Regions from separate parts of the Rattus norvegicus genome. Here region 2 is linked to region 1. A link is a contact called in public Hi-C data. All regions are on one chromosome and are shown on one strand. The core of a region is the stretch at or near the end of the contact, and the rest is flanking DNA. Distances in the headings are between cores, read along the strand shown. Region 1 holds the start of Zswim6 (zinc finger, SWIM-type containing 6). Region 2 holds the start of Smim15 (small integral membrane protein 15).

Region 1 (4,165 bases), core at 856-3,355:
TTTAGTTCATTGCAATATCAAATTCTTTAAATGTTAGCCTCCTCTAAAGGTATGTATTTTCCTGTGATGGAAATTAATCCCTCCCACCAACACCACATCTGACCCCGAATGAGTCATTTATTCTGTCCGAGAACGCCAGTTTTGTCCTTTTTAGCTTTCTAATTCAGAGATCCGTGTACACGGGTGAAAATTCTCGGCGACCTGTGCAGCACACGCCTTTGTCATGACTTCCTGAGGACAGACTAGAGCTCACCCTACTTTCTGCTCTGATAGCCTAAGTTTTAAAGTCTCTTAAAATTATTTTTTAAGAGATCTAGATATTAAACAACCGGAGGAAAGAGACTTCCTCTTCCACTTGCCCATAAAGGTCTTTCAGTTTTCTGCCCAGCTTTTTCCTAGGCACCGAGGAGGTGCCTAGAAAAATACTGGATGAATATACAAAAACATGTCACCAAAATTTTCCTAACAAGCAGCTATGGAAAGTCTGCCAGCGTCCTGCCTCCAGGGACTTCTAGCCTGGGGCTCCTGATGCCCGACATGGATCACGTCCAATGTCTCGGGCGGCCTCCGCTTTGAGTGGGCAATTTTCTTTACAACACGCCGACGCGCGTAGTCGCTTTAAATTCAGACCAGGTAGGCAGTGGGGAGTAGCCAATATGCGAAAGTGTCAGAGGAGTTAGGGCTTATCTCCAACAATAGGACAGTATCTCTAACACTGTTTAGAGTAAAAACAGAAGGTGGAGCAAGAAGTCAGGGTGTCTAACGTGGTCATTAAGCCTGCGGCTTGGCTGAGATCTAACCAAGCTCTGCAGAGTGCGAAGAACAATGTCCGCAGGGTTCCCGGTTCAGACGGGGACTCGATTCTCCGCCTCCGCTGGCGCCCGGGCACCGTCTCCCAGCGATGCTCGCTCACTCGTCTTGTTGCCCTGCTGCGGGAGGACCCGCCGGTCGGGCGCCGCCAATGCTGCAGGGAGCGCGGCGCGCGCCCGGAGCGCCAAAGACTCCAGGTCCCAGCCCCGCCGCAGACTCCAGAGCGCCCGCGGCCGCTGTCCGCCACTGGGCGGCCGTGAGCGACAACCGTCTCGCGATCGAGAGTTTGCGCGATCCTCTGCCGGTGCGAGCGCTCTAACTGGAGCGGCCCGACCCCTGGGTCTGCAGCAGGTCGCGGAAGAGGGCGATTGGGGCTCCCGGCTGAACCCGGGCGGGCCAGCTTCTTTGCCCGAAGGGTTGAAAGAGTGCGAGGGCGGGGCAGCGTGGCCGGCTCCGGACGCGCGTCCAGCGGCTGCGAGGCAGCATCCGAGCGCTCTGCGTGTCCGGGCGCTCGGTCGGCTCGGCTCGGCTTCCTGGCCTGTCACCGGGCTGGAGCGAACCCGGGACTCAGGGCTGGGTGCGCTGCAGTTACGCGGGGCAGCCGCGCCCCTTCCCCACCTGGGTCGGCAAAAAGTGAAGTGGAAAACAGTGGCTGAGCTCAGCCCTCCTCCCTATCCCCTCGTGCCGCAGCCACGGCCGAGGGTGGGGGAAGTTCGCTCCGCCGGGTTGGAAGGAAAGCAGGCGGCCTGGGCCGCGCCTCCCCCGCCTTCCTCTGGGCTGCGTCCCCGGGGCTTCACGCAGCATTTCTTTGTTTTGAAAGCGCCTCCTCCGCCCAGAGGCTTTTCCCCGCGGGGCCGGCTGACTGGGGGGTGGGGCATCGAGCAGTCGGTCCATCCTCCATTTAGTCCGGAACCCTCCCCCTACCCGCCCCGCGGCGACCCACGAGGAGCGTCCTCACTTGGCGGACATCAAAAGGGAGGCAGGGCGCTGGAGGGCTAAGTTGAGTAGACAGGGGGCGCAGAGACCCACCCACCCTCCGCTTGGCAGACGGCCCGCCCCCTCCCGCGGGAACCCCGCCTGAGCCCCGCCCCCCGCGTCACAGCAGCCTGACATTCTCACAGCCCACCCGGCACCCAACCCGGGCGCCCCCGCCACCCCCGTGTCCACGGAGCGCTCTATTTATGTTTCAGCCCAGTGATTTGCATAGGCCCCGCCCCCTCCCCTAGGTTCTCCCTATCGGCGCTCCTCCTTGGCGACGTCGTCACCGTATAGGCCACACCTCCCGTGCCCCTACAAGGAGCGGCGGGCCCTAGATGGCAGCGTGGCGTCGCCACGGCGTGTGCGTGTCGCGCTTCCTTGTGCCGTTTATAGGGTCCCGGCACTTCCGCTGTCGGGTTAGAAGCGGCGCGGTCATGGCGGAGCGCGGACAGCAGCCTCCTCCCGCGAAACGGCTCTGCTGCCGGCCGGGCGGCGGCGGCGGCGGCGGCGGCGGCGGGGGTAGCAGCGGCGGCGGCGCGGGTGGCGGCTATAGCTCTGCCTGTCGGCCCGGCCCGCGGGCGGGCGGTGCGGCGGCGGCGGCGTGCGGGGGCGGCGCGGCGCTGGGACTGCTGCCGCCGGGCAAGACCCAGAGCCCCGAGTCTCTGCTGGACATCGCAGCGCGCAGGGTGGCGGAGAAGTGGCCGTTCCAGCGCGTGGAGGAGCGCTTCGAGCGCATCCCGGAGCCGGTGCAGCGCCGCATCGTCTACTGGTCCTTTCCCCGCAGTGAGCGGGAGATCTGCATGTACTCGTCCTTCAACACCGGTGGCGGCTCCGCGGGCGGCCCCGGCGACGACAGCGGCGGCGGCGGCGGCACGGGCGGCGGCGCGGGCGGCGGCGGCGGCGGCTCCTCATCCTCGCCGGCCGCCACCTCAGCCGCCGCCGCCGCCGTCGCCGCGGGCACCGGGACCCCGTCGGTGGGGGCGTCCAGCGCTGCGGACGGTGGCGACGAGACGCGGCTGCCCTTCCGCCGGGGTATCGCGCTGCTGGAGAGTGGCTGCGTAGACAACGTCCTGCAAGTCGGTGAGTCACGGGGCCGCCGCGGGCCGTCGGTCCTTCGGTCTGTCCTCCTGTCCCTCGGGGGTGGGGGAGGGAAGGGCCCCCTTCGTTCCTCTGGGCCGCCTCGGGCCGGGCGCGCGGTGCAGCGGTGGGGCGACTCGGACTGTCCCCGGAGCGGAGCGCCCATTTCCTCCCGCTGGTCCCCGCCCCCGTCTCCCCGGACGGGCTAGCGCGAGTGGGAAATGAATCAGCAGGACGCGCCCCTCGGCGGCGGGGCGGTGGGTGTCGGCGTCCCGGTCGTCTGTCCCGCAGCTTGAGCGCCGGTGTGCGGGGCGGGTGTGGACAAAGGCGCGGGCGGCCGCGGGGCTCGGGCTGGGGCGTGCGGCGCGGGGGAGGGGGCGCCGGCCGCAGACAATGCCGACCGGGGCGCTCGCTCTGCGCTGCCCGGCTCGCGTCCTTTCTTCTTGGCGCCGCTCCGCGCCCCGCGGTCCGAGGGAGGGAGGGGGGGCTGGCGAGTCCCTCCGACACCACTCGGCCACCGCTCCGCTCGGGGCTCCGACGGCCGGCGCGTCCCGTATACTCCAGCTGCTTAAGGTGTCTGCGACTAGCTCCGCGGCGTCCGCGCCGGGTCCCCGAGCAACCTCTGTCGGGAGCGACGGCCGGACGGGCCGCTGAGGGGCGCTGCTCGCGCTTCTCCATCCCGTGAGGTACCGGGCTGCCCGACTTCGGCCTGCGCCCGGGGTCCGGGTGCGGTGCTGAGGGAGCGGGCAGCACGGTCCGACGCCGTGACCCGCGGCCGGCGTCTGCACCGAGGGGCCCCACGGCCCCTGCGCCGCTGCGCGCCCCGCACCACCCGGCACTTTGTTCTCCTTTCGGGTTTATTTGTGCCCCTTTCAATTTTCTGTCACCCTCGGTAAAGGGGAAAGCAAACAAAAGAACCTCTTTATTTCTTTTCAGGGCTTGTAAAGTAGAAGATATTTGACAAAGGCGAGAGAAGGACTTGTGATTTAAAGCTGCACAGCCCTTCTTTCTCTGACAGACCAGGAGAGTTTTCTCAAATCCCTCTGCTTTCCATGGGGCTTTTCTTTTTATTCTGTTTAGATATCTTTTCCAGCCATAGTTATGGGGACGTTTGAACTAGATTGAAGTGAACAATACTGCAGCGCAACCTCCCTTTCCCCATATTTTATCTCCGGATTGCTGAAGGCATATTTTATAACCCCCTCCCACTCTGATTGAAATTGTATGGATGAACCCTGAAGCAAATGAATGAGGATAGATAGATTTGAAAGCGCTCTCTTCTCTTCTCTTCTCTTCTCTT
Region 2 (4,165 bases), core at 1,237-3,736, 150 kb before region 1:
CACACCATTAGTACAGCTAAGTACTAATCAACAAAAGTACAAATCAGACTTCATGTCTAACTTCTCAAGCCAGACCATCAGAAATTCTCCCAGAGAAAGAGAACTAGATGGCTATTTCTGGAACATAAATTAAGGAAACCCTGATGCTAAAAAAATCCACATCCATAAATCCAGGGCGGGGGGAATGATTCCTAGGTTATAGCTTTCAAATTTGACAGTTATAAAAAAAAAATCACAATGAGAACTGCATCCACAGTAAATACTGTACATCTTTGGTAACGGAGGATCATCTGGTAAAATATGGTGAGGATTTCAATGGCATTTTCTATGTTGTTCCTCTTTCTAGCAACCTGTCTCAATTACACCAGGATAAGGATGGTTTGTGTGTGTTTACAGCCACCTCAAGTCTCAAGCTAGCTAAAGTCTCAAGCTAGGATTTTTAAAAACCATTTACCTTATGTTAGAGTAGTGATCTCTAATTTTCCTCTGGGATTATCAATGAGTCATTCACAATTCAGATGATTATTGGTTATGCCTTCTTCAGTTTGACCATACGCTTTGGAGACGGCTAAATTCTATATATACATATACATGGATGAGCTGGAAAAGAAAATTAAGTCATAACTATTGTAAGATGATGCAGGATATCTGATCACACTGTGAACCCCAAGAATGTGCTATAGTGTGGCCTAGCCCTTAGTGCACATCTCTGGTTCCTCTAGCTGGAATGCAGACACACCCTTGGTATACAAGTTTAATCCCAAACAGTGAAGGTAAAGTTACTTTGTACAAGGAAACGCCAAAGTTTAAAAGTGACGTCCAATTGAGTGGCGGCCAAAGTGATGAATCAGAGAAAGGTTTAACAGATTATGGTACGCCCAACTCTCACAATGAGAGAGAGAAGAAAGGAGGAGGCTGTTGTACTGGGACAGTTGTATAGAGACAGGCTGCAGGGAACAAGCTAAACACAGGTGAAGACAATGAGCCAGAGAATGTGAGAAGGAGCCAGAAGATGAGAACACATTGCTAGAGTTAGCATGAGGTCAAGAGGAGCAATTCAGAAGAGGGAAGGGAGAAGCCAGATTAATCAGTCAACTTGGCAAGGAGTTTGAACCAGAACAGCGAAGAAGGCCGGCCAGTCAGAGCTCAGGAAGAACAAGAAAGGATGAGCTTACTATTCAGCAGGAAGTCTCAGAGGCTGAAACATTCCAGGCCTAGGTAAGATTGTACAGAGGCTAGAAGCTTCCAGAACTAGGCCTAGGTTAGCAGACCGAGGCAAGATACTTTTACAGTAAGATTATGAATGGAAAAAATATAAATTATCTAAAAACGAACAAGTAAAAACATCTTTCTATAATAGTATAGCCTGTTAAAACCTATTTCTTCCTAAATTGCAATTGCAAATTCCCCAAAATAGAGGCCTAATTTGTAGAAGTATTTTAAGTAAATTATTTGATTACTAGTTTTTGTCTGAATAATAAAGTTATGACTTTAACTGACATAAAAAAAAATCAAGCTGGTTCACTGACATGTTACAGTCCCCATACCCATAAAGATTTTGAATCTTTGCATCTGTTGCTGGCGTTACAACCCAAGGCCAAGTAGAGCATAGTAACAGGTGCTCCATAGCTGACCAACATCCCCAGTCAAGAGTTTAAAACTGCTTGTACTAAGACTCATTTATTTCTTGGATTGGGTACATCATTTAAAAGTCAAAACACTGTGCCTTGCTCTTTAAAGGTTTTGTGGTCTGTAGTAAAATTAGTGCACCTTACAAGAAAATAAAGGATTACCAATATAATTATGGTACCACAACCCGTCACATCAAGGGAAATGTCACTGGTTTTAACTTCCATGTCCCCATGCTATCTTCGTATTTGTACCAGGAAACCGTACCTCTAACTTTCACTACATTAAACTTGCTGGAGACGTTAACCATTCTGTTCCATGTCGTAAAGCCCTCGCCCAGTTGTAAACAGTTTTCAGGAAGATCCAAGAAGGATTGATCTTTCTCGAGCCCAGTAACGAACTAATACAAGTTTCTGCGAAAAGCGCGTAACTTTGCAATTAGAATAGCGCGACTTAAAGACTAGGTTGTGGCAAAGTTAGCGTCCACAGGCCACATATCTCGAGTGCACCTCAGTCTCGGACCAAAACATCGTCGCCTCACTTTCAGGTATACTCCTTCACCTCAAAAAGCCTAGTGGGCCTGGGTGCTCTACACCTACAGCTTCCCTCTTCTAACTTTCCCTCCATAATAGGATTCTCTTTGCCCCGGGCCATGTCCACCATCATCCGTCGGCCTCAAAGGCTAAGGACGCCGCCCGCCGAGCGGAGCCGGGCAGGACCCGCTGACCAGGAGCTGGGGAAGCCGGGATAGCCCGGCCGCACGCTCAGCCTAGGCTACTGCTAGCCACCACACACCCTAGGGGATCCCGCTCTCATTCCCACTCACCGCAAGGCAGGAAAGTGGAAAGCGGAAGCCGCTCCGTTCAGGTCCCGCCCACAGGCGGGGTGGAACGGGGCGGGATGAGGAAGTCGAGGGCGGGCTTCCGGCGGCGCCATTGCTCGAGCCAGAGCGGGAGGGCGGGGCGACGCGGTGCGATGGTTTCGGGTCCGCGGCAGGTGATACCCGCACGCTGCTTCGTGTGCGCTGTCGTTAGGGCGCCGTGGCCTCGCGTCCGGCGTGGGACTCTGGCGAGGAGACGGAGTGAGTGAGGAATTCGTACAAGGGACTCTCAACCGCAGAGAGCCGTAGGAAGAAATGAGGTGGAACCCGCAGACTTTTTAGAGCCTTCTCGCGGCCGAGGAGGGACTCTGGCTTATTTCCTAACTCACCGTTCACTCGTGCTTTATAGTTGAACAATAGTTAAATATTTAAAGATTCAGACAAAGCAGCAGCCGGGCTGGGATGTGTCCAATGAACCTTGTTACCAAGGGGGAAATGCTGCCACTCTGTGGGAAAGAGATTTTGTTGTTTGTTTTTAATTTAAGAGCCTAACTTATTTCACAAAGGAATGGTCGATACTTGCCCAAAGTAAACTGTCAATAATTAAACTGTCAGGGCATAGAGATCCCACAGAAGTACTTGTTCTTCCAATACATAAATAAAGGACTTCAAAAGTCAACAAACAGAAAGGGGTGCGTTAAATGGGTCTTCTAATCTACAGGAACTGAAAGATTAGCTCTGGTTTGGTTGGTGCTCACATTTTGTGATTGCTTGCCTGAACTACTTGCTCTGTTTGACCGCCTCTGGCGAATGTTGCAAGACCTCCTCACTGTTGTGTGCCAAATAAAGCAGGTTTTTATTCCTGAGAGACTGTGAGTGTTCTCTTTGAGGGGCAAGCCGAGACATGTATGAGTAGTTAAAGTATAACAACAGTAACCATTATTTACCGAGAAGCAGACTTTGGCAGATAATCTAAGGATCTAAAATACTGCTCCTCGGGTATATTGCTAATGGTTGCATATTGTATTAGCAGCAGTGGTCTTCTTATTCTTGGGTGAAAACCTGAAGGGTTGCTTAGACCTGTTGCAGAACAAACAGCACATAACCAGCTTGTATCAGGGACATGGTCACTTCAGTAGATGGTTTCTCACAAGTTCTGCCTCCCACTGTGTTGCTGTTTTATCTCTAAAGGCCCCAGGGTCCCCACAAGTCTTGGGAATAAAAGGAAGCACAGTAAGGAACTGAAAAGTACTCACACAAAGGAAAGAAAGAAGCAAGCTTCTTTGGCTATAGTGTACTGGAGACCTTGGGATCTTTACGTTCTTGTTTTAGGGATCAATCTCCTGGTACATTAGGCAGACTTGTGCAAACCCAAGAACAGCATAGAGGTTGCTATAGAGGACAGCCTTACTGTGGCCCTTCATTACCTTAACCAAAGATGGTAAGTAAGATTGGCTCCCACACCGTGAACTGTTCAATGGTGAGCAGCTCTTGAGTCTCCATACTGATACCCCTTCAGAACTCATTCACTCTGAGAGCCTTTTCCTCTTAGACTAGAAAGCTTCCTAGTTGACCTCTAGTCATTTGGGCTCCTTCACATCAGTAAATTAGTCTATATCTGACCAGTCCTCTAGCTCCTTATCCTTTCTGAGAGGAAGGGGAGTAGTTGTGGTTTTGTTTGTTTGAGTCTTGCTATGTAGTGGAGGCTATACTTGG

The links. A called contact is a pair of places that touch in the nucleus more often than the background predicts.
Region 2: a Hi-C map of Schwann cells shows a contact between it and region 1, with 8 times the contacts expected there. The contact joins the promoter of Smim15 here to the promoter of Zswim6 in region 1. A contact is called at or near these places in 11 of 12 Hi-C or Micro-C datasets (the A7r5 cell line, the Rat2 cell line, Schwann cells and 6 more) and 1 of 1 datasets of contacts at active chromatin or transcription factors (oligodendrocytes).

The regions. Positions count from the first base shown.
Region 1 is chr2:41,110,279-41,114,443 of GRCr8, reverse strand. It overlaps Zswim6 (zinc finger, SWIM-type containing 6), which reads left to right and starts at 2,105. Exons shown (of 14, transcript XM_039103499.2): 1 at 2,105-2,868. The coding sequence starts at 2,124.
Region 2 is chr2:41,260,031-41,264,195 of GRCr8, reverse strand. Smim15 (small integral membrane protein 15) reads right to left here and starts at 2,486. Exons shown (of 3, transcript NM_001277209.2): 1 at 2,456-2,486; 2 at 455-600. It overlaps LOC102549347 (a long non-coding RNA gene), which reads left to right and starts at 2,572. Exons shown (of 6, transcript XR_010064072.1): 1 at 2,572-2,710.